4 separate regions of the Mus musculus genome follow, and all the other regions are linked to region 4. Evidence: chromatin contacts called from public HiChIP or PLAC-seq and promoter capture Hi-C data. All regions are on one chromosome and are shown on one strand. Each heading gives the region's core, a stretch centred on a gene start, on an enhancer-like site or on the middle of the called end of the contact. The rest is flanking DNA. Distances are from core to core; before and after follow the strand shown. Region 1 overlaps Ppp3r1 (protein phosphatase 3, regulatory subunit B, alpha isoform (calcineurin B, type I)). Region 2 overlaps Wdr92 (WD repeat domain 92). Region 3 has its middle 21 kb from the start of Ppp3r1. Region 4 holds the start of Sec61g (SEC61, gamma subunit).

The links. Promoter capture Hi-C pulls out the DNA fragments that hold promoters and counts their contacts. HiChIP or PLAC-seq counts read pairs in DNA pulled down with a chosen protein or histone mark.
Region 1: an H3K27ac HiChIP or PLAC-seq map of extraembryonic endoderm stem cells shows a contact between it and region 4, with 12 times the contacts expected there. The contact joins the enhancer-like site here to the promoter of Sec61g in region 4. A contact is called at or near these places in 11 of 39 promoter capture datasets (the 3T3-L1 cell line, the C10 cell line, cranial neural crest and 5 more), 5 of 484 Hi-C or Micro-C datasets (the G1E-ER4 cell line, bone marrow, embryonic stem cells and 1 more), 20 of 115 datasets of contacts at active chromatin or transcription factors (the NIH/3T3 cell line, bone marrow-derived macrophages, differentiating embryonic stem cells and 9 more) and 3 of 9 other capture datasets (adipose tissue, liver and pancreatic islet).
Region 2: an H3K27ac HiChIP or PLAC-seq map of regulatory T cell precursor shows a contact between it and region 4, with 6 times the contacts expected there. The contact joins the enhancer-like site here to the promoter of Sec61g in region 4. A contact is called at or near these places in 10 of 39 promoter capture datasets (the HPC-7 cell line, cranial neural crest, embryonic stem cells and 7 more), 12 of 115 datasets of contacts at active chromatin or transcription factors (bone marrow-derived macrophages, cardiomyocytes, embryonic limb bud and 5 more) and 1 of 9 other capture datasets (adipose tissue).
Region 3: a contact with region 4 is called in a promoter capture Hi-C map of hippocampal neurons, with 2.2 times the contacts expected there. The contact joins the enhancer-like site here to the promoter of Sec61g in region 4. A contact is called at or near these places in 7 of 39 promoter capture datasets (cranial neural crest, frontonasal cranial neural crest, hippocampal neurons and 3 more), 6 of 115 datasets of contacts at active chromatin or transcription factors (the 230-238 cell line, bone marrow-derived macrophages, embryonic stem cells and 2 more) and 2 of 9 other capture datasets (adipose tissue and liver).

The regions. Positions count from the first base shown.
Region 1 is chr11:17,189,604-17,196,063 of GRCm38.p6, forward strand. It overlaps Ppp3r1 (protein phosphatase 3, regulatory subunit B, alpha isoform (calcineurin B, type I)), which reads left to right. Exons shown (of 6, transcript NM_024459.2): 3 at 3,354-3,530; 4 at 4,614-4,673; 5 at 5,066-5,250. Among named protein-coding and RNA genes, the nearest start is that of Pno1, 19 kb to the right of the region's middle. Within about 2 kb of position 2,723, at least 29 of the 459 cell types and tissues checked have an H3K27ac peak or open chromatin away from gene starts, as enhancers often do. A contact at or near this core is called in extraembryonic endoderm stem cells and regulatory T cells, where this site is marked.
Region 2 is chr11:17,235,134-17,240,781 of GRCm38.p6, forward strand. Wdr92 (WD repeat domain 92) reads left to right here. Exons shown (of 8, transcript NM_178909.4): 8 at 1-67. Among named protein-coding and RNA genes, the nearest start is that of C1d, 20 kb to the right of the region's middle. Within about 2 kb of position 1,513, at least 24 of the 459 cell types and tissues checked have an H3K27ac peak or open chromatin away from gene starts, as enhancers often do. A contact at or near this core is called in the HPC-7 cell line and regulatory T cell precursor, where this site is marked.
Region 3 is chr11:17,135,657-17,141,457 of GRCm38.p6, forward strand. No RefSeq gene overlaps it. Among named protein-coding and RNA genes, the nearest start is that of Ppp3r1, 21 kb to the right of the region's middle. Within about 2 kb of position 3,160, at least 12 of the 459 cell types and tissues checked have an H3K27ac peak or open chromatin away from gene starts, as enhancers often do. A contact at or near this core is called in hippocampal neurons, where this site is marked.
Region 4 is chr11:16,504,383-16,510,635 of GRCm38.p6, forward strand. Sec61g (SEC61, gamma subunit) reads right to left here and starts at 4,102. Exons shown (of 4, transcript NM_011343.3): 1 at 3,722-4,102; 2 at 1,991-2,090; 3 at 354-456. The coding sequence starts at 3,811.

The DNA.
Region 1 (6,460 bases), core at 1,473-3,972, 680 kb after region 4:
GCCTCTTTTGCGTTTCTTTCTTTAGGCCCTAGTTGAATTGGCAATCAGCTTTCAAGCCTGTACTTCAATTAGGATGGGGTTGAACAACCAGTTTCTTAGAAGGAGTAGAAGTAGGTGAGGAAAAAGAAAACAAGGCTGGGTAGACTGAGGCAAAGCCGTATTGTATTCACACGTACACACACACACACACACACACACACACCAAGTCACTTGTAGGCTAACAGCTACACCAGTAGATAAATGCAATTATGTGAAATCAACAGTGTTAGGAGAGTAAATTATCAGGAAACTAAAAACACAGGACACAAGTCAGAACAAGGTAATAATATCACAACCTAAGTACTGTCTAGTGCAAGCCAGAGATCAGAAGGTGAAGTGTGTGTGCACTTGGGCTAGTATTTGTCTTGATTCAGGGGCTAATGAGTAGAGAGGGAAATCCCTTTGCAGATGGACATTTCTTGTTTCTAACAAAACCCGAGATCCCTGAAGTTCTTTCACAGACCAAGGGTCTAGATCCGATGGAGGACGTTTCCAGCAGGGTTTCTGTTCATTGAATAGCGGTGGTATCAGATCCCATCTCCCCGGAAGCTCCCACAAAGACGATCTAATGCTGTCTGTCTGTGAGATTTTTCTTTTCCTCGGGGTTTCTAGAGAAGAAGGGAGGAGAGATTGAGGAGGGGAAGCCAGAGAACCGACAGCAGAGCTGGAGTCCTCAGAACTCACTCAGTCCAGCTCCAGGAGTGGCTCTAAGAGTCACTTCCTGCTCCTCAGTGTTTCTTTTCTTTTCAAGTTCGAAACTTGGCTAACAACACGAATTGCTTTTAAATTCCTAATGTATTTCTTAGGTTGCTTTTAACGTCCTATTAGACTGGCTGTTTCCATTTTCCGATTGCCTACGGTTGAAACTTGTAGTATATAAAAACGTGAATGAGTAAACCATACAGGGATATTAACTATTCCCCGTTTCCCTAAATGCTTGCTGCTTTCCAGGTAGAATGATACTTTAAAATATAAAATCAGCTACTAATTAGCTTTTCCCCAGCAAATGCTTCCTATCCTCGAGTTCTGGTTCCCATTTTAGTCTTTTCCCCACCTTGTTTCCTGAAAATTGTGGCCTTTTATGTAGCTGATGGGATTTGTTTGGATTGGATTTCTGTGCTGCTATAGTAGTTTCCTTGCTTCCACCCTGGGATATTTTGATCCTCTATGCTGTATTGAAAGTTTTATCTCACAATTTTGGGATATCATGAGATAATCATAAGATAGCCTGTAAGTGTGTCTTCCTGGGGCACACATGAACTTTTTTACAATTTAGGAGGGAAATATATTGCCTTAAGGCTTCTCTCTGAGACCATTCAATGAGTATCATGTTCAAAGAAAAACCAAAAAACCTGTTTAGAACAACACAGGGGAGTGTTAACCATAGAGAAAGCCCGAGCCACAGGGAGAACTCCTCACTTACCTTCCAAAGCAGAGAGACCGCTGGTTGCATGGCAGTGCTAACTAGTGAGTGATTTCCTGAAAGTAGATAATCCTTTGAGTCTGAAGTTGGGTTGCAAAAACACTCATGTAGGTAGGGCTGGTTGGTGGTGATGCATAATTTTAGTCCCAGCACTTGGGAGGCAGAGGCAGGTGGCTATGAGTTTGGAAACAACCTGGTCTACAAAGTAAGTTCTAGAATATCCAGGAATACATAGAGAAACCCTGTTTTTTGTCTTTTGGGGGTTTTGCAGTTATTGATGTTTTTTTGGGGGGGGGTGAATGAGACAGAAACAAGCCCTTTACACCTTCCTCCCTCCCCCCACCTCTATGTATGTATGTAAATCATCGCTCTGACTCCAAAGGGAATATAGTTTATTCTCTATACAAACACAACTGACTGTAGTTCAGTAACCAAGAATTAGGTTATACCAAGTAACACATTGACTATTCTTTTCTTCATAGCTGCAAAGGAAATAAAGTTAGAAAATTAATGTATTTTACCAAATATATTGATGAGGATCTGTGGTAGATGGGTTACAGTAAAATAGGGAAACCATTGCTATAGGTCTTAGGTGCTGTCTGTTGACATCTCTAGCTTTTGGGTTTCTGGAAGCCAGTGGTCTACTGAGTTAATATGCTGCAAGTCTGATGGTCAGTAGGGTGTTAGGTCAGGGACAGAGATAGATGTTAAGTGGTTTTTAAGGAAACTTAAGGTCTAAGATAGTTTAGACTATATCTGGAATATACTAAAAGTATATAATCATGAAGTTTTAATCAGTTGCTTTTAAGAAATCTTTAGCATAAGTGTGGCATTTGTTTAGGTCGCTTCAGTTCACCATAATTTATATTTAATAGATAAGCTATTTAAAAAGAAATCTGCACTCAGGAGGCAGAGCCAAACAGATCTCTGAGCTCAAGGCTATATAGTGAAACCTTGTCTCAGAAGAACAACATCTTTCTGTTTTGAAAGAAAATTTAATGTCTTCATAGCTATTCTTTTAAAAGGTGGCAGAATTACATCCCCACAGTTTGTTTTTTTTTAATTAATATGTTTAATTAATTTAATGTGTTTTTAAAGGCGGAATAGAATCTTTGAAAGGTAGTATCAGATAAGCAAATACATGCTTCAGTACTTATGCAAAGTAGCGACCTGTGGCTGTACTAAGTACTGAAGGGTAGTGAAAGGATCCAGGTTTGAAGTCCTGTTTAATGTGTTACTTTGCAGCGTGCTTCCTCCTCTGAGGCAGTAGGAGGCAGTGCTTAGATGCCTGCTTCCTTGTAGCTGGTGGTCACACTCCCTTGCTCAGTGCCTTAAGAGAACTACATTTCCTGTTTAGCTTTTCAAGTTTGTGTTCTCTGATCTTCAAAAGTTCTTTTTCTCTTTTGTCCTCCTCCCCTAGGCACTGTTCATGGTTTTGCTTTCCAAGCTGGCTTTAAATATTCTAGGTAATTAGGGCAGGTGCCATGCTTTTGAAATGAGTTTTCCGACTTCCCTTAGATAAGTAGTGTATACATCAACACACACTCTGTTAATACTCTGAAGAATGCTAGACAATGCAGTCCGCTGTAGTTCCCAGCTGCCATTGTGAACGGCCTGTTCTGCAGTGTGCTCTGCTGCAGGGGCGTTGGGCATAGTTTACCAGATTACATGATGTGTTCTGCTATCACAAAGCAAGCTTGGAGAGTTAGGTGATTTGACTCAGCTATCGACATATCTATGTTCTGAGCATTTTTTAAAGATACACGAGGCTAATCTGTGGCGACGGCTAGATTTGTTGTGCTGTGTACATTCCCATGGGGTTGATGGGGTTTTGCCCTAGAGCATCGGATTGAAAATTAAAGTTTTGCTGCTTTCTTCCTTTGCTTTTTAGTTGATGCTGATGAAATTAAAAGGCTAGGAAAGAGATTCAAGAAGCTTGATTTGGACAATTCTGGTTCTTTGAGCGTGGAAGAGTTCATGTCTCTGCCTGAGTTACAGCAGAACCCTTTAGTACAGCGGGTAATAGATATATTCGACACAGACGGCAACGGAGAAGTGGACTTCAAAGGTAACGGCCATCTTGTTTGTAAAGTTGGGCTTGCAGTACTTCATCATCAAAATGAAACTAGAATTTTTTTTAAATGTCTCTGTTTTTGGTGATCTTATAAAAAGATTATGCTATAACTTGAGAATCTGTGTTACCTAGATTTTAATTACTCTTTACTTTTGCTTGGTAAATGATCAGGGTATCTATTATCATGTAATCTACCAACAAAAAAAGAACATTGACTGTTTTCTTTTTTTAAAAAATTACTTCTTACTCAAGGACAGCGTAACAATATTAAAAGCTGCACTTTTCTTGTTTCTTTACATTCTTCTTAAAGACTGAGAACTGGTCAGTTTTGGTAGCCCATGCCTGCTTTATTTTAGCCAGACACCAAGGAATTATTTTGTGCAAGTATTGATTAATTTATATATCATTTTACATTTACTCTTAGACTGCTAAATAATGTGTAACTAGTGTTTTCAATGTTCTTGTTTTTGTTTATGAATTACTCTTTGCCAGATAGTAAAGAAATTAATTTTCAAGAACTTTGCAGCAGTCTGTTTACATGATTTGGAAATATGGAACGGAAACAGTATGATTTTTGTTTTAGTAAAATAATGTACAGTCTGTCTTATCATAGTTCAAAGAAATTGGTTAAATAAATATCTTTAAAGAATGTATTTGAGTGCTAATGACTTACAGATTTTTAACACATAATTCAAATTGTTTAATCTTGACAACTCAAATAAAATGAAAAGTTCAAATAAATAAAATGAAATCTTGTGTATGGAGCTTTAAGAATTGACAATATTGGGGGCTAGAGAGATGGCTCAGTGGTTAAGAGCACTCTTCAAGAGGTTCTGAGTTCAATTCCCAGCAAACACATTGTGGCTCACAACCATCTGTAATGGGATCCGATGTCCTCTTCTGGTGTCTGAAGACAGCTACAGAGTGCTCATATACATAAATACATTTTAAAAGTTGACATTATTGATTTTTCAGTACTACTTTTAATATTTTGTATAAGAAATAGCCTTTTGAATGTTGCTTTTCTTTATAAAAGTTACAAGTTGTGATTTGTAAACACTTTCTACTTTTATTTAGAATTCATTGAAGGAGTGTCTCAGTTCAGTGTCAAAGGCGATAAGGAACAGAAGTTGAGGTGTAAGTATTATGCTTCTTAAACTGCTGTTCCACCATGTATTTTAGACTTCCAAAACCACTTCAAGACCTTTTAGTCATAATAGAAGTCATTTATGATGTTTGCAGCTAGTATATTTGAATAATGTCATCTTTAGTGGTATAGTGGGAAAGTGGATGTTTCAGGGACCAGCCATATATATAGCACATGCTGGAGGCTATACTGGTTATTTGGCCTAGGTAGTCTTCATTCTATAGCTCAACCTTGTAATCAGTTGTTAAGGCAAAATATGCATGTAGTGTCTGTATTTTAGAAAGTGCCATCTTCAGAGTTAGATAGCACTGTTTTCATTTGAAGTATTTGTTGTTTGCCTTTTAATTGCAATGACTCCCCCCCCCCCCTTTTTTTTTTCTAGTTGCTTTTCGTATCTATGACATGGATAAAGATGGCTATATTTCCAATGGAGAACTCTTCCAGGTGTTGAAGATGATGGTGGGCAACAATCTGAAAGATACACAATTACAGCAGATTGTAGACAAAACCATAATAAATGCAGATAAGGATGGAGATGGAAGAATATCCTTTGAGGAATTCTGTGCTGTAAGTGAATAGGCTGATTCATCTATTAACTCTTACCACTCATGAAGGACAGTTTACTAGACAGTTTTATAAGCATATTTTGCTTTGAAATTTTGTCTAATTGCCCCACATTCAAGTTTTGGAATATGTTAGCTGGGCGTGGTAGTGCATGCCTTTAATCTCAGCACTCGGGAGGCAGAGGCAGGTGAATTTCTGTGTTCGAGGACAGCTATACAGAGAAACCCTGTCTCAAAAAACCAAAAAAAAAAAAAAAAAATTTTGGAATATGCTTTAAGTGTTGATAATTAAAAGCTACTATTCTCAAGAATTAGTTACATAAACAATCTGATAATGTGCTACAGGAATGGTACCAGCAATTGTGGGTGAATGTGAGTATCTGTGTATGTGGAGGCTGGAGGTCATCAGCCTTCTGCCTCATAAGCAGGTAATTATTTTGAACTCTTCTCCCACGGAACCTAAAGCTCACTGTTTCTGCAGTACTAGTTGGCCTGCAAGCCGCATGGACCTCATGACCGCCTCATCAGTGCTGGCTGTCCAGATAGATCCTGCCAAACGCAGCTTTTTTATGTGAACTCTAACTTAGGTCCTCATACTTGCATGGCCAACTTGTTACCAACATAGCTGTCTCCTCACAGCACCAGTAACTTACTTGCTGGTAGCTCCTAGAAATTACAGATGGGACATGCTCTAAGGTCTGTTTAAAGGGATGCCTGTTGCGCTGACGATAAAGTCTTGGAGAACGCTTGCTACCATTGTACCCAGTACTGCAAGTAACAACAACAACAAAAAAAACAAAGCATGTTTGAAAATGCTTTGGTGGTGGGGCTGGAGAGATGGCTCAGTGGTGAAGAGCATTGGCTGCTCTTCTGGAGGAGACGATCTGGGCTCAGTTCCTGGCACCCACATGGCAGCTCTCACCTGTCTATAACTACCGTTCCAGGGCTTCTGACACCCTCACACCTGCAGGCAAAATAACCAGTGAGCATAAAATAAATTACATGTTCAGGAAATGCTTCTGTGAAAAAGAGCCTCATGTTCGTCAGTTTTAGCTGCCAACACCAGAAACTCTGTCATGGGGACAGTAGAAACAGTCTCCTAGAATAGAGGCAGAGAAATCAATTTTTGGGAATTTTGTCAGGCATCAGTAGATAGTTACCTAGGAAGGTCTTCCACTCCAGTTTTAAATTTAAATCTCAAGAACAACAACTGG
Region 2 (5,648 bases), core at 263-2,762, 730 kb after region 4:
TGTGCTGGAACTTGCTGTGTAAATGTTTCTGTCTCTCAAGCGCTAGGATTAAAGGTGTGTGCCACCCCCCCTGGCTTTGGCTTCCTACTTCTTAATCTCCAGAATCTGACCCTTGAACTCACCGTAAAATTTTTGCTTATTTCTTTTAAAACTATTTCTTAGTGTTTTCTAAATTTCTTTTAAACTCCGAGTCATTAGTAGTCATGCTTACGGTACTGTGTTCTGTAAATAGCATGTTGGTGATGGGGCTGGAGAGATGACTCTAAGAGTCCTGTTGTTCCTCCAGAAGACCAATTTGGCTTCCCATCATACACCTCAGACAGCTTACAACCTCCTGTAACTCTAGCTGTAGGGAATCCAACAGCTCTGGCCTCTGCAGCCATCCACACACGTGACATATACTCACACACACACACACACACACACACACACACACACACACACACAGAGATTACTGAAAATTAAAAACAAAATAAAAATAAATTGTATTAGCGTGGTGGTTTGAATGACAATGATCCCCATAGGCTTGTATATTTGAGTCAAAAAGGAGCCACTGTTTGAAAAAATTAGGAGGTGTGGCCTTGTTGGAGTAGGTTTGGCCTGTTGGAGGAGGTTGGGCTTTGAGGTTTCCAAAAGCACATTCCAGGCCCAGCCTCTTTTAGTCTGCCTGTTGCTTGTGAATCAGGATGTAACTCTCAACTACTTTTCCAGCACTATGCATGCCTCCATGCTACCTGCTATGATGGTGATGGACTAAGCCTCTGAAACTGAGCAAGCTCCCCTTAAGTGCTTTCCTATGTAAGTTGCTGTGGTCATGCCGCCACTTCACAGCCGCAGAACAGTGACCAAAACAATTAGTGATGCCCTGCTTCCACTGTTTCACTATTATTTCAGGAATTTCTTTTAATAAATTGTCACTTAACATACAGACTTGGGGGTATAGATCTGAGGAGGACAATTGTCATCCCTGACTATGGTGACAAGATTTCAAGAGAAATCTGTGGAAACTGTGTTTCTTTATGGCCAACTTCATAATTCATTGGCATTGCTTTGGCCACACTATTATTTGAGGCGATCATGACCATTCTTAAAAGCTCAAGGATAGCAGCAGGAACATGTGGGGAGAGGCTGTTCCCATGGAAACAGTCCAGAAACAGTGGGACTGGAGCGGAGCCACTGGCCAGGTATAATCTTCAAAGGCCCACAGCTGCTTCAACCAGCTCAGTGCATATTGAAATAGTAGGTAAAAAACTAGGAGTGTGGTGTGGAGGTAGAGGGGATGGGGACATCAGGGGGTACAAACAGATCCTGCTATAGTCAAGCATGGTCTGCTTGAGTTCACCCAGGGGGCAAAACCTGGGATGGTATCAGCTTGTGCTTTTATAGACACTTTGGGGCTTGGGACCCAGTGCTGTCTCTTGAGGTTTCTCATTATCTGTGGCTAGGTACCCACTACTCCTTCATGACCTTTCTATCATCTGGTGCAGACAAAACACAGATGCTCCACACTTCTATGTCTTCCCTTTGACAGATGTGCAGGATGTTGTGTGCACAGTTGATAAAAGCCCAATGCAGTAGAGAACATGACAGGAAACGACCTTTTTGCCTAAACTTTTTTTTCTTGTAAATTCACATTTCCTTTGTATTTTCTTTCAAACCCCAACTAGGGCAGTCAGTCCCAAGGCGGGTGCCAAGTGTGGGAGGAACACCGTGCGTGCTTCTGGTGACTGCATAAACCCACTAAAGAATCTTAAGGCAACCGTAGGCCATTCCCAACCCAGCATGTGCTGGCACCTGCCTGAACTCACTTCTCTTGGTGACTTAAGTGGGTGCAGTTTGCATTTATACAGAAAAAAAGTTTGCTCATGGATGTCTAAAAGGTGTACAACACAGAGTTTTTATTCCCCACCTCAACGCTAGTAACAACCAAAAAGTTTCTGATAACCACTGAGTCTTTGGAGCCAAGATACTCAGAAATGGGCTGCGACCTGCCTCTCACCACTTGTGTCCTGGTGACATTCTGTCTTAGAGATGATGGTGTGAAGCCCAAACTTTAGTTTAACTGATTACCCAGCCTCTTCATGGGTGATTTTCCATTGCAGACCTTTGATTTAAAAAAAATTAAAAGAACATGATTTTTAACCTTTTAAATCCAGCTGGGAAAATCTGCACTGTTTAATTCCCAGAAAACACACAAAACAAACTGAACCCCAAGAAATTCTCTTAAGGAGAATCTCTCCCTAAAACACAAACTCATGAAAAAGCCTCATGACATCTGTGCTTGTTCTGATGTGATGGGATCCGTAGACAAAAAGCTCTATCTTTGCCACATAGAGCCAATCTGATGTCTAGCACCAGGAATGCATTTGTCCTAGGGAAAAGACTTGTGTTTGTCTCTAAAGCAAGTAATTGTTTTACAAAATGAATATCACATTCCTCCATTCCCCTCAAGACTCCTCTACTGGGAAGTTCTGATTTTGTAGTGTCTTTAACTGAGGACTTCTTCACACCATCAGTTGCCTTCCCGAATGATGCTGGGATCTCTGCCCATCTTCCTTGCTCCAGATTTACATGGGAAAGAGCCGTACTCTCTACAGCCATCCCTACACTAGCAAGCTTGATTAAAAGCCCCCAACTTTGCCCTGTGGGTCTGTGGACCATCCAGCTCAGATGAAACCCATTAAACAACTGTGTAGTCAAGACAGTTCTCAGCCAGGCGGTGGTGGCACACGCCTTTAATCCCAGCAGGCGGATTTCTGAGTTCAAGGCCAGCCTGGTCTACAAAGTGAGTTCCAGGACAGCCAGGGCTACACAGAGAAACCCTGTCTCGAAAAACAAACAAACAAACAAACAAACAAAGCAAAGAAAAGAAGACACAGTTCTCCCTCCCACTCACTTCAGCACCATGTCTTCTTCTTTGTTTCTTATTTTATCTTGGCTCAGCTCATTGTCAGTGGATGTCAGCTCTGGAAGATTCCTCAGAGACACTCCCTCCAATTCATTTGTCTGGAGATAGACTGATCCCGGATCTAAATCTCTTGATCTCCCTGAAAGCCTACATTATTCCAACGTGTCCTTCACCCCTGAGAATCGAGGAACCTCTTGATTTAAGTAGGTAGGATCTGAGAACAGCTGCACAAGCAAGACCAGCTCACTGGCATTGAGGGGAGGTGAGTGAGCCAGGTAGCAACTGGAGCAGAGCTCTGGCTCTCTCCACCTGCAGATAAGAAGGTGTCTGATCTGCTGAGCCCTTATCTGGTACGAGATATCATTCACACCGGGTGGGGGCGGGATCCTGTAATAAGGAGGATCCCGTTAGCTCCTAATTTGACCCACACCTGACTGAATCAAGGCTCTGGAACAATGCTCCAACATAATGCTGTGACTCCCGCAGGGAAGGGGACTCTGGATTCCCAAGCTATCACAATGCAGAGCCCTGAGAAGACTGACCAAGAAGAGCCCCGGAAGCCACAGTCTATAGAAGCACCAGGGCCTGAATGAAACTTCCAGGTCTGCTCAGGGACCTGTCTTAGACTGGAGAAATGACAAGCTTCACACTCCTTTTTGTCTGTGTTTAGATTACTGAAGCTGAGGGTGACACAGAGGAGTCAAGTCAGAGGAGAAACTGCTAGCCTGTCTCTAGAGAGAGTTGATTAGAATCCCTCCGGTAGGGCTGGCGAGATGGCTCAGTGGGTAAGAGCACTGACTGTTCTTCCAAAGGTCCTGAGTTCAAATCCCAGCAACCACATGGTGGCTCACAACCATCCGTAATGAGATCTGACGCCCTCTTCTGTCTTCTGAAGACAGCTACAGTGTACTTACATATAATAAATAATTAAATCGTTTTTTTTTTTAAATCTCTCCAGTAAAGATAATTCCTGGTTTAGACAAGTGTCTCCAAAGGTTTATGGGCTAAAGTCTTGGTCCCATGTCGAGGAGGTGCTATGATATTTTGAGATAGTGTAACAGGGACCCCAAAAGAGTAGACTATCCAGAGTGTGAATGTGTCCAGGAAGCCGAGACCTCAGAGCGAGAGCAGCCTGAAGCCTTGGCACCAGGAAAGACAAGAGCCTCCCAGTCCTGATAGCTCACACATAATTTATACTTCGAGTTTCTGCTTTTGTTTAATCTTTTCTATAAGTAATAATGATCCTACTGGAAAGGTTGACACAAACTAAGATTTTGCCTTAACTTAGTTCTGAATAAAGCTGGGCTAGCCTGTGTGTTTTTATTTATTTCACTCTCCCAATAAGAACAAAAAAGAACACAACAAAAGACCCGGGGTAGTATGGTTTCCATAGTGTAATGGTTATCACATTTGCCTCTCAAAAGCCTACTACAGCTAGCCCTAGTTATCCTAACACACCTGAAGCAAAAGAAAATGACCTAAAATCTAATCTTATGAAGATGATAGAAGCATTTAAAGAGGAAATGAATAAATATAAAGAAATACTGAAAAATGCAATCAAACAGTTGAAGGAAATGAACAAAATTGTTCAGGACCTGAAAATGTAAATAGAAGCAATAATGAAACCACAAACTGAGGCAATCATGGATGTGGAAAACTTAGGGAAGAGAATAGGAACTACGGACACAAGCATCAGCAACAGAATAAAAGAGGTAGAAGAGAGAATCTCAACGGAAGAAGATACAATAGAAGAAATTGATACATTGGTCAGAGAAAATGCTAAATCTAAAGTTTCTAACACAAAATATCTAGGAAAATTGGGACACTATGAAAAGATCAAACCTATTTTATTTTTTTAACAATAAAAATAGAAGAAGATTCCCAGCTCAAAGGGCCAGAAAAATATCTCCTACAAAATCATAGAAGAAAATTTCCCTAACCTAAAGAAAAAGATACAAGATATAAAGTACAAAAAGCTTACAGTACACCAAACAGATTGGACCAGAAAAGAAAATAATAATCACAACACTAAATAACCACATCATAATCAAAATACTAAATTATAGAATAAAGAACAAATTAAAAGCTGCAAGGGGAAAATGCCAAGTAACATATAAAGGCAGACCTATCAGAATTACATCTGACTTCTTTTTTTTTTTTTTCCATTTTTTATTAGGTATTTCGCTCATTTACATTTGCAATGCTATACCAAAAGTCCCCCATAGCCACCCACCCCCTCTCCCCTACCCACCCACTCCCCTTTTATGGCCCTGGCGTTCCCCTGTACTGGGGCATATAAAGTTTGCGTGTCCAATGGGCCTCTCTTTCGAGTGATGGCCGACTAAGCCATCTTTTGATGCATATGCAGCTAGAGTCAAGAGCTCTGGGGTACTGGTTAGTTCATAATGTTGTTCCACCTATAGGGTTGCAGATCCCTTTAGCTCCTTGGGTACTTTCTCTAGCTCTTCCATTGGGAGCCCTGTGATCCATCCAATAGCCGACTGTGAGCATCCACTTCTATGTTTGCTAGGCCCAGGCATACTCTGACAAGAGACAGCTATATCAGGGTCCTTTCAGCATAATCTTGCTAGTGTATGCAATGGTGTCAGCATTTGGAAGCTGATTATGGGATGGATCCCCGGATATGCTAGTGTCTACATGGTCCATCCTTTTATCTCAGCTCCAAACTTTGTCTCTGTAACTCCTTCCAAGGGTGTTTTGTTCCCACTTCTAAGGAGGG
Region 3 (5,801 bases), core at 1,910-4,409, 630 kb after region 4:
AAAGGGGAGTAAGTCCACAGAATACTCTGCCTTTTGCCAATAACAAAAAGCTAAAAGCTATTCCTTGTGTGCCTTCCGAGATTAACTTAAAATGTAATCCCTACTCTCGGGGTTGATGATGGCACAGCAGGAACAAGAGCCGAACAGCCTTCTGGGACTGTGTCCCAGCTGGGAGGCTCACTCCCGATCTTCTAGCACCATTAGCAGAAAACACCCTGTGAAGGCTCCTGGGGGACTGAATTCAGTGCTTTTGTCTGCCTGGTGAAAAACATAATAATTCTCTAACAATTCCCTTCGGATTACTCCCTCGGGAGTATCACACACAACACAAAACCTACCCAATTGAATAACAGGTTAACAAAGAAAAAGATTGTCCCTTGAAGTTGCTGATCTTTCAGCTTCAATTTGGGTTTAGTTTGTTATCAAATGTTAATTACTACCCCAGACCTGGTGTATTTACTGAGGCAAGCCTATGCTCCCTGCTACATGAGAAGCTGAGGCAGAAAAATTGCAAGTTCATGACTTGCCTGGATGACTTACTGAGATCCTCAAAATAGAAGGTTAAAAAAACAAACAACAACAACAACAACAACAACAACAAAAAACAAAACAGGATAGAATGTGTCCCAATAGTAGAATGATTGCCTACATGCACAAGGCCTTGGGTTCAACCCTGAATTCAATACTCGGTGCTGAAAAGAAAATGAGGGTAGAGAGGGAAAGAAATGAAACAGAAAGAGAAAAGGATTTGGGCTAGTGAGCGTGCTTGCCGTTGTGGCTGATGACTTGAATTTGATCTCTGAGACTGCTTGGTTGGAAAAGAGAAATTAGCCTGCCCTTTGACCTCCATGCACATGTGCTGTGACATGAAACTCCCCTCAATTAAGGAGGTGTGAAAAATAAAGAAAAAACGCAGTATTATTTTAACCTTTATTATCATTTATATTTTAGGAAAAATATATTAAGACCATATTAAATATAAGTGGAAGATAGTAAAAATAACAGAAAACATTTAAAAGTTTTGTTGAGTAACTATGAAATTTAGTGTAGGCCAAGTAATGAATTAATATTTTATTTTCTAGTTTTTTTCCTTTAGGGTACACACTTTTTAGACACTTAAATTATTTTATATGTATGGTTGCTTTGCGTGCATGCATATTTGTGCCTGGTGCCCATGGAGGCCAGAAGAGGATCCCCTGGAACTGGAGTTGCAGAAAGTTGTGAGCCACCATGCAAACGCTGGAAATTGAGTCCTGATCCTCTCTAAGAACATCAAGTGTTCTTTCCAGCCCCCAAAGTTGAAGTTTTTACACTAATTCTATTTAAAAACATCTCTGGGCCAGTGAGAGGGCTCCGGAGTATGAATATTGTCAACTTGACACAAACATAGGCATATCTGGGATGAAGGAGTCTTAGTTGAAAAGATTCCTCCATAAAATTTGCCTAGCTGAACAGTGGTGGCCCATACCTTTAATCCCAGCATTTGGGAGGCAGAAGCAAGTGGATATCTGAGTTTGAGGCCAGTATGGTCTACAAGTCTAGTCCAAGACAGCCAGGGCTATTACACAGAACAACTCTGTCTTGAAAAATCAAAACCCAAAAACAAAAGCCAAAAAACAAAAACAAAAAACAAACAAACAAACAAACAAAGACTTGCCTACTTGCTTATAGGTGTGTCACTTATATGTGAAGGCCCAGCACACTATGCTGTACCTCTGGGCAGATAGTCCTAAATTGCATAAGAAACAGGCTTGAGCAAGTCATGAAAGACAAGGCAATAGGCAGCATTTCTCCATGGCATCTGCTTCAACTGCTTCCAGGTTCCTGCCTTGAGTTCCTAACCCGAATTCCTTCAGTAATGGACGATGAACTGATATGTGTAACATGAAGTAGACCCTTCCCCCCAGGTTGCTTTTGGTAATAACTAGACTAAGACAGACACTTGCTTCAACAGCTGTGGGTTCCTCGGACTGACATAAGAGAACTGACTTTGTCAAGTTGTCCTCTGACCTCTTCACAAGCACCTTTGCGCATGCACAAACACACAAACACACACACACATATACAAATACACACAGAGAGATACACATATACAAACACAGATACATACACACAAACACGCGGACACACACTCATACACACATACACTTTCACAAAATAAAATATTTTATTGACATAGAAATATTTTAACTGTTTTCATTTTATAAGCACAATATGATTCCTGAGACTAAAACCTTAAATAAATCACCAACAAAAGAGGAATTTGTGGGATAAATCGTGGAGGAGATTTCTTAGAATTGACCCATTAGTTACAAAACGAGTTCTTTCCTTGCTAAATCAGAGAAATTATAGGATGGCAGATAAAAAGGCTATTCTATATAAGTGCATGTTGTTGGAATAACTCCCATCACAAGAGAGCATTTTAAGACATCTACTGTTAATAATAATGAGGAATTATCATTTACATGCAAATACTATTTTTAATTTTTTAACATTGTACGTGTGCGGACATGTAGATGGAGCCACACATATGAGGTCAACTGCTAACTTGTAGTACTCAGCCTCTTCTTCCAACATATGAGTCCCTGAGACATAACTCAGGTTGTCAGGCTTGGTCACAAGTGCCTAGACCCACTAAGTCATGTTACAGAGCTAGTTTGCAAACAGCTGAAAATAAAAGTTTATATAAACCTATTGCACAGATGAAACCTCTTGACTGATTAGAAAGCATAGGTTCCCCACCCTGAATAAAGTCACTAGATTTCCTTAATTTGCCTAGTTACATAATTGAATCTGTCACTTGTAAACATACAGCTCTATTGCTTCACAGTTCTGGATCTGTGGGTTTATACGCCTGTTTCCCTGTGGAGGCTAAAAGCTTCATGGTGATTTATTCTTTTCCCAACCCTCTGCCTTCTTTCCTTATTTTTGCCATTCCTCCTTTTTTTTTTTTTTTTTTCGTTTTTGGTAAAAGTAGGTTGAAAACAATTAAAAGGGATCAAATGTGAAAAGAAATGCAGGTTTCAGGACTTATTATTGGCTAAGTACTCCATAAAGAGACTATAAACACGTAATGACTTTTAACATCCTCTGTACTCCTACCCATATGCTTTCTATGCAATGTAGCTGATTTCCCACACACAGAACGCTCCAAGGCTTTAAACAGAGCTCTGCATGCACAGGACACACGGGGGTGTAGTTCAGGAGGAGACCGTGGGTGAGTTAACATTCACATGCAGTGTCAATTTCAAGGCCACCTTCTGCTGATGTGCTGCAGTAATTACTTTGGTTGCTGGCAAACTAGAAGGCTTTGTATATTGGTGTTTATGGGAAACATGTAAGATGTACTGTATTTCTTTCAAAGGTGTTAAGCTTTCAAACTGTACAATAGAGGCTTCAATAGCCAGTTGCAACTTGCACTTACTTTCTCTGGTTTGCTGTTTTTAACAAGAGACTGTCATCCCGGGGGCTGTAAACGCTGGACAGGCTCATAAACTAATGTGTCTATAATCAAGTTGTGGCTCAAGATTGTATCTTGTTCTCAAAAGTTGATGTTACTCAGCAACTGTGCCACTTTGAAGGTTTTTGTTTTTGCAAACAACGTTAAGAAAGTTGGAACCTAAGCACGCAGAACCAAGAGCAGAATCCCGTGAGTATTAGGAATAAAACCCCAGTGGGACTTCTTTTGGTGTGCCTAACTCCCTCTATAATCACACTTAAGACACAGCACTCTTAGGCAGAGGCAACTTTGCTTTGAATCATATGGTCATTTTTCTGAGACACCCCCTCTACACACACACACACACACATTTCTAACAGCCATTAATCCTAAGCAGTTACCCCCAATTAAAACACAGGACAGATGGTTTTGCAGTTAAGAACACTGTTTGCTTTTGCAAAAGACCTGGGGTTCAGTTCCCAGAACCCACAAAGTTGGCCCCCAACCACCCGTAACTCTAGTTCCAGAAGACCTGACACCTCTGATGAGCTCCTTTGGCATCAGGCACCCTCACAGCGCAAGGACTTACATGAAGGCAAAACACCATACACATAGAAATAAAATAAATAAACGTAAAATTAAAAAAAAAATTTAATTCCTCCACAGACACTGGTTGATTAGGTTGCGGGTTTGATTTTTTACACTTATTTTTCACAGTGTACTGTAAGTAAATAAGGACAAAAACCTCTAGCTACCTCCAACAATGACATAAAATTTTAGCATGTTCTCTATCGCTGGTGATTACATCTATGTACATGCATGTGTAATACTACATACACACATATCAGATTTTGTTTTTGAACGTTTTCAAGTTCCTCCCATATGTCCCTATTTCTCTTAACACTCTGGACATGGTAAGTTATTTCTACGCCAAAGAATCTCTTAAAACATCCCGGTTTAATCTACTAATGGCTTTTCTTTTTCTAAAACAAAATGCTCTCGGCAGAATTCTAATGGCTACATCATCAGAGTGGAAATAAGGGTCTTTTGAAACTGAAAAAGGCTTCATTGAATGCAGTCTTGGAAGGCTTTATCTTATGTCCAGGAATATAAGTAATTTATGAGTAAGGAATATTTGATAAGGATTTTTATCTTATAAAATCACTTTGCTCTTGTAATGTTTTCAAATAAAATATCTCTTATCAGTTGACAATTTCATACATATAAATAATGTATTTTGATCATGTCCACCCACAAACTCATCCCATTCCGCTCCTCTGAGCACAGCCTTCTTCCTACGTTATCTTTTTGTTTTCTCTTCTTTTCTTTTGCTGCTATTTGTTTTTCAGTTCTGTGGAACCTACAGAGTCCATAAGCATTGCTTGCTGGAATATTGTCTCTGGCAAATAAAGGGTTTCAGTTGCTTAGTAGGCTATAAATGTTGTTAAGAGAATTTGAATGTTAAAAAAATGGCTTTAAATTAATACATACAGCTGGGCATACAAACACATGTCTGTATCACAGCACTTGGGAGGTAGAACTAGGGGGTTCAAGAGTTCAAGGCCACCCTTGGCTACACAGTGAGTTTGAAGACAGCCTGGGCTACACGAGACCCTGTCTCAAAAGACAATCAGGAAATACATTACTTTAAAACATAATCCCTTTGTGGGGCGCATTTTTCTTGTCTATAAAATTACAGTCTCCCACTAGGTAAAGATTAAGCACCAGAACTTCTGCTCCACGAGTGCTCCTCAACGCAGGAGACTCTCCAGACAGGGTCAAGTCCAGCTCTCCCCAGCCTCCTCCTAGCGTCTCTCAGAGCCTCTTCTTAACTGTTCTACTTCAGAACCTCATCTTAATCAGCTAAGTCACATGGACCAGTGTCCTGGAGGCTGAACCTTCCTTTTCAAATATACTTATAGGTAAATAAAACTTAAAGAGACATCTAGGAGACATGTGGGCATTAAAACTTCCCCAGAGCTTGCAAACTGAGTTCGAGAATGCGACTATGATCAACTTGAGTTTACTCCAGAGCCTCAGGAAAGGCTGCCTTCACCTAAACCAATCAATGTTGCAAATTATCTCAAGAGACTCCAGAATAGAAACACAGGGTCATCTCCATAGATGCAGAAAAGGCATTTAGACAGACTCCAGCATCTTGTCACATTAAAAGTTCTGAAGAAGTCCAGAACAGAAGGAAGATGTCTCAACATGGAAATGCTACATATGACAAACATGCAGCCAATATTGTGGTGATGTGATTTTCTATAGATACCTGTTATATTCTTATAGTATATGAGACTGGAACTTTTGCTTGGCCTCTGAACCAAAGTTAATAACACATCTTGAAGCAGCTCAAGAC
Region 4 (6,253 bases), core at 2,852-5,351:
ATTTCTACTACAATGGTGATGCTTAGAAGAAGCACGGGCTCTCTACACCTTACAGAATCAACAAGATACAAGAAGCACAGGACTTGTCATGAGTCTGCTCTGTCACTGAGGAGTTGACAGTGCTACACTGTGCCTTTAATTTTAAAGTAAATTAGTATTAAAGTATACTAAAAAGCTGACATGGTTCCTATAACAATGGTATTAGATACAAGAGCCTTTTAAAGGTATTAGATACACAACAGCAGCACAACATCATGAGTCATGTCTGTACATTAATAGAACAGATTAATCTCCAACTGAAGTGGTTTCATTTGCAGTCATCGCTAGACAGTCTATTTTATAAGGTGACTTACACAATAATGTTATTAATGGGTATATGGATCAGTTTCACGAAGAAGCCAATGAATCCCATGATAGCAAATCCTATAGCTGTAGCCATGGCAATCTTCTGGAATTCTGAATTTAAAACACAAAGTTTGCAATTAGCTTCTGTCAGTCATAGAAAGTATGAAGGAGAGCTATCAGTAATAAAGATACCAGCATACAGATTAGTAGGCACATCATTTTAAAAACACAAAGTTGGAGTACTAATAATATAAATGTTGACTTATGGGTTTTTAAATCCCATACTATGCTGATATGTAGAGGGAACAGAAACAGAAATGAGTTCATCAAAAAACACCATAAGTATTTATTCTTCAGTGACAAAAACACAAAAAGAAAAAGAAAAAAAAAAAGAATTGAAGTCAACCGAAGTAGTGGTTCGCAATATTTTTTAAACTGTAACATTGATTAAACAATAAAGCTATAGCTTTTGGGTATAGTATAGACAACTAATTGTCTTTAGTACCATGGTAAAATAAAACATAAGAACTGCAAATTCACATTAAGAAGAGCAGTTTTTCAGAAAGATTTCAACTCTGGTGTATTTCAGTCCTATTCTATCTCCTAAGGACACGTTCTCTGACCACCTCACCTAGTTCAACTAGTATGCGATACCCAGATCTCCTCATTCTCTTCCTTCATACCTCCACCAAGGCAGAATTAAAATGATTACTGTAATGATTGGATGGCCTTCCCTGACAGACCCCAGCTGCGTGAGAATAAGGGTCAGTATCAATTATTGTATTTACATAATCAATGTGTGCTGGCTAGTTTTATATCAACTTGAAATAAGCTAGTCATTTGAGAGAAAAAACCCAACTGAAAAATGCTTAACATCCAGCTGTAGTCAGACAAGCCTGTAGGGCATTTTCTCAATTCATGATTGTGGAGAGAGGACCCAGCCCATTGTGGTACGCCCTGGGTTCTATAAGAAAGTAGGCTGAACAAACCGTGAGGAGCAAGCAAATAAACAGCATTCCTCCATGGCCTCTGCATCAGCTCCTGCTTCTAGGTTCCTGTCCAGATTCAGTTTCTCCCTTGGCTTCCTTCAGTGGACCGGGATTCAAGATACATAAGCCAAATAAACCCATTCACCTCCAAATAGCCTTTGGTCATGGTTGTTCATCGCAGAGAACTAACCCTAAGAGAGTATGTGACTCTATTATAAGAGTCTGCCTTAAATTCTAACCCAACCAATTCACAAATTAAAGTAGACAAATCTAGCACACCTATGAAACTTTGACATAAGAAAGTATCGTTACTTTGTAGGGTATAATAACTACTGCATTAACTTCATGTTGAGGTTTTATTGACTCGCGAGCAGAGCAGGGAAGCTGACCAAGTTTTCACACACTAGAAATATGGAAGGCACTACACTACAACTAACTTAAATATGGTATGTATGATAAGGCCTGAATAATCTCATATCATAAAGAAAAGCTTTAAGCAGCTTGCTAAGAAGGACATAAAGACAGGGCCACGATAGTGGCAGCAGTGCAATGTTCCTTTTAACAGTGTGCTAAGCAAGCGCTCCATCATTGAGCTGACTTCCAGGCCTGCAGAGATTTAGTGTTTTATCTCACTCTCAAGACCAAGATAGTATTACCTTTTCTGTCGGGTTTGGTGCATCTTTTAACCAGCCGAATTGAGTCCTTTACAAACTGCCGGCTGGGCTCCACAAACTGCATTACCTGATCCATGTTTGTCTGTTTAAAAAATAAAAGCAAAAACAACACACTCAGTAGTATTCTCTCACATATTAGGACTTATTGAGTTATACACAGAGGCAGCACAGTCCTGAATTCAATTCATAAAGAAAAAAGCTCTTCCAAGTTCATAAAGAAAAAAGTTCTTCCAAGCCTAAATTTAGAGTGGTTTTATGATATACAAGAAAGCACGAGACTCAAACAAGCGAGCACTGATCTTACCAATGTTGTTATCCTCCCTGGCAAAGGATCATACACTCATTAAAGGATTCTCTCATTACAAGATTAAGCAATAACAGCCCCCTTTCCTATCAACTACATTCATCTAACTATTCCGGCTAAGAAACCAAAAAATAGTTACGCTTAATACTACTTTTTAAAGTTCAAACTATTGAAAACTTAGGATCTACTACAACAAGTTCCAACTATGGTGTAACAAGAGCCTAAAATGGAGGCAAGAGTACACTCCAATCAAGTTGCTGGAAGTCATGCCCATATAATATATTTAAGTAAAAGTAGATTTCTTGGGGTGGGCAGACAGATGAATATTCCAAACAACAAAAATTGGCAAGATTCAGATTCTGCAAAGCCTTCAGCTAAATGTTTAGGTTTGAATATTTTGAGGTTCTTTTGAAACTCTATTAAGAATACAACGACTCTGAGAGCCACTGGTAACGGAGCCACAGTATTTGTACTCCATTTCCAGGTCTTAGAAGTCAGATGATAATTACACTCTCTAGCTAGAAAATAGAAGCCCTGCTGGGTCCCAGTTTTAAGCCGTGAACAGTGGACAAATAGCTGAACCACTTAAGGTACACACTAAGAAATCAATTCACAGCCTGATACAGAAAGCAAAGGGACGCCTGTTTTCTCGGTGTTTCATTTAGCTGTTCTTCAAATCCAACAGCCCTAAAACCACTAGACCAACCACTGCACTCGCTGTTAGAGGAGAGCACGAGTCCACTAAGACTTCTCGATGCTGACTACTGATCAAACACTTTTACTTTAAATTTCGACACCTGAACACAACTTCACAAGAGGTTCAAAGCATCAGGCTCTGGAAGCCACAAGAGACAATGAGTTCACCAACAGTGTGAGGATGTTCAGGCAGGGGATGTTCAGGGAGAAGGCTGAACCCTAGATCCAGACGCTAAGCTCTGAGTTCGTGAACTTTTGGAAACCCTCCTCCTTAGAGGTCTTGACTGGCTAATTCCATCTGAGGCTACGTAGGTAGAACCTGTGCCTGGATTTTGCCCTTTTCATAAATGAATGGCTCTCTGTCCACCTGTCCATCAGCGACCCGGCTCAGCCAACTTGTCCACAGTTCTGCAGCTTCCAGGTCCAGCTCCTGGCCTCCAGGCTTATCAAGGACGTCCTCGTGACCCCAGCCCGTGGCCCCTTCGCCGCCCCTTTCCCCGGGGGTTCCTTTGATCTCCACGACCCCCAGGCCCGCTCATCTCGCGCCCACTTAGATCCCGGCCCCAATCATCCCACCGGACGCTCGTACCTCCAGTTTCTTCACCTCCCCTGGTCCCTCCGTGTCCCTGGCCTCCCATCCCGCGGCCCCTTTGTGCCATGAACCCTAGACCAGCTTTCCCCTACCTACCACTCATGAGAAAATCCTTACTTACTGGATGGCGGATTGAGAGCGTAGAGACACGTAGCTCAGGAGAGAACCGAGCCCAACGGAACCGGAAGCTGGCAACCCACAGCCCGCCCATTCCTCCTTTCAATTGGCTCTTCACGCAGAGACGTCACTACGCCGGCGCAGTGCTACGTGTGTTTCTCCCGGCTTCCCGAGCAGAGGCCGACCTGAGCGATTCGGGTCTCTCCAGCTGAACGGGCGGGCGGTGTGGGATCTTGGTTCCCGATTGTTCGCCTCCCGGTCTCGGGCGCAGCCTCTCCAGCAGCCTCTCCAGCAGCCTCAACGTAAATCCACGAAGTGTCGCTAGTTAGTTAGTGAGTGAGTGTCTGCGCTACAGCTATGAGTCTCCCCGCTGCGCATGCAAATAATGTCACTGATCAAAAATGAAACAAACATCTCAGTATGAACGACCTAATTCAAACTATTCTCCATTCCCGGAAAATGACTTTCTGCTTATTATTCATGGGAATATAGAGGGAATTAAGACCGCCTACCTAGAACTTTCTTGTCCCCAATGAGGAATTAGATGTACTGCTGGTACTAACAGTCTCTGAGTGCAATACATTTGACATTTCTGAGTTAAGATTTGTTGCTTGGATAATCTTGATTGGCTCTATCAGTAGGCTTTGAAGAGTTTTTACTTCATTTCACGTGCAACCTCGGGCAAGTACTGTGAAACAGATTACAATACTTTGCTTTCATATGGAGCACAAACCATAATTCTACCATTAGTATCTAAAAGACCTATAAAAATTTTCTTCCAATCACTAAAAAAGATACAGCAGGTTTGCAAGTGTCATGAAGCACTACCTTGAAACATTAGTTCTTTGCTATTTGAAGGAGTTGTTTTTGTATATTCAAAATGAGCAATTAGAGTTTCTTTTTTTAACTCAGCTTGCAGCCATATATTGGGAAGTGACAACTGTCAATCTGGCATAACTTGGCCTTTGGATATAAAAGGGGTTAATGCAGCTACTGTATTATAACATTCTTATGTTTTTCGTGGTTGTTTCAGTATAAGTACGCATCTATAAATCTATCACTTGAGAATAGGAGGTGTGTAGATGTTCCAGGTCACCCTTAGCTACATAGAAATTTGAAGGACAGCTTGGGTTATATGAAAAACGTCTCAAAACAAAACAAATATATATATACACATTCAAGCCCAGGATTAAACACTGCAAAAAGATAAAACAGGAGAGTGATTCATATATTAATGATGTTTAAAGAAACACAGAATCCATAAGAATTCAGGAGAAGTGGAACTGAGTAAAACAAAAAAATATGATTTTTAAAACCACTAAAACAGGGCAGCTAAATATAGGTGACAAACTTCTAGCATACTGTGAAGGATTATCCAAATTAGGTTACTTACTGGCTGGGTTTTTGTGTCAACTTGACACAGCTGGAGTAATCACAGAGAAAGGAGCTTCAGTTGAGGAAATGCCTCCATGAGATCCAGCTGTGGGGTATTTTCTCAATTAGTGATCAAGGGGGAAAGGCCCCTTGTGGGAGGTGTCATCTCTGGGCTGGTAGTCTTGTGTTCTATGAGAAAGCAAGCTGAGCAAGCCAGGGGAAGCAAATCAATAAGAATGATTGGCCTCTCCATGGCCTCTGCATCAGCTCCTGCTCCCTGACCTGCTTGAGTTCCAGTCCTGACTTCTTCAGTGATGAACAACAGTATGGAAGTGCAAGCTGATTAAACCCTTTCCTCCCCAACTTGCTTCGTGGTCATGATGTTTGTGCAGCAATAGAAACCCTGACTAAAGCTGGGCATGGTGGCGCACGTCTTTAATCCCAGCACTCGGGAGGCAGAGGCAGGCGGATTTCTGAGTTCGAGGCCAGCCTGGTCTACAAAGTGAGCTCCAGGACAGCCAGAGCTATAAAGAGAAACCCTGTCTCAAAAAACCAAAAAAAAAAAAAAAAAAAGAAACCCTGACTAAGACAGTTACCCTCCCACCTAGTAACCCAGGTTACCCTGAGAGTTCATCCTGTCCTTTTCCAGAGTCTATGTGTGCATTTTTCCTAGGATCCTGTGTATGCATTGCTTTGCATCTGTGTGACAGTTCCCTGTGTAAACTTTGGTTGGTTCTCACCAGGTTTTCAGCCCAGTGAATGCCATGTGACTCTGTCTCCTTTTCTTTTAGACAGTTCTGGTAGTATTCTTCTATTCTTCTGCTCAGGTTTCAATGATTCACACGGTTGTTCTGAGTTCCACAGGTGGCCGCAGGCTGAGGAGCCACTGATATAAGTCTTATGAAATGATATCTTGTTTCTGACCTGTGGGTTGCCTACTACCTCTTACTCAGTAAACTTACTCAAAGAGGAGGGATTTCCTGTATTTACTTCTCATTTGCCCCCATATTTATGTGATTGTTGTTATTGCTTACTTGCTTGCTTATTTGTGGTGTTAGGGGTTGAACCCAGAGCTGTGTGCATGCTAGACAATTAGTATAACACTGAGCTACAACGTATCCTAAGACACATTTTAGAAATTTCTCCTACCTAATATTATGTA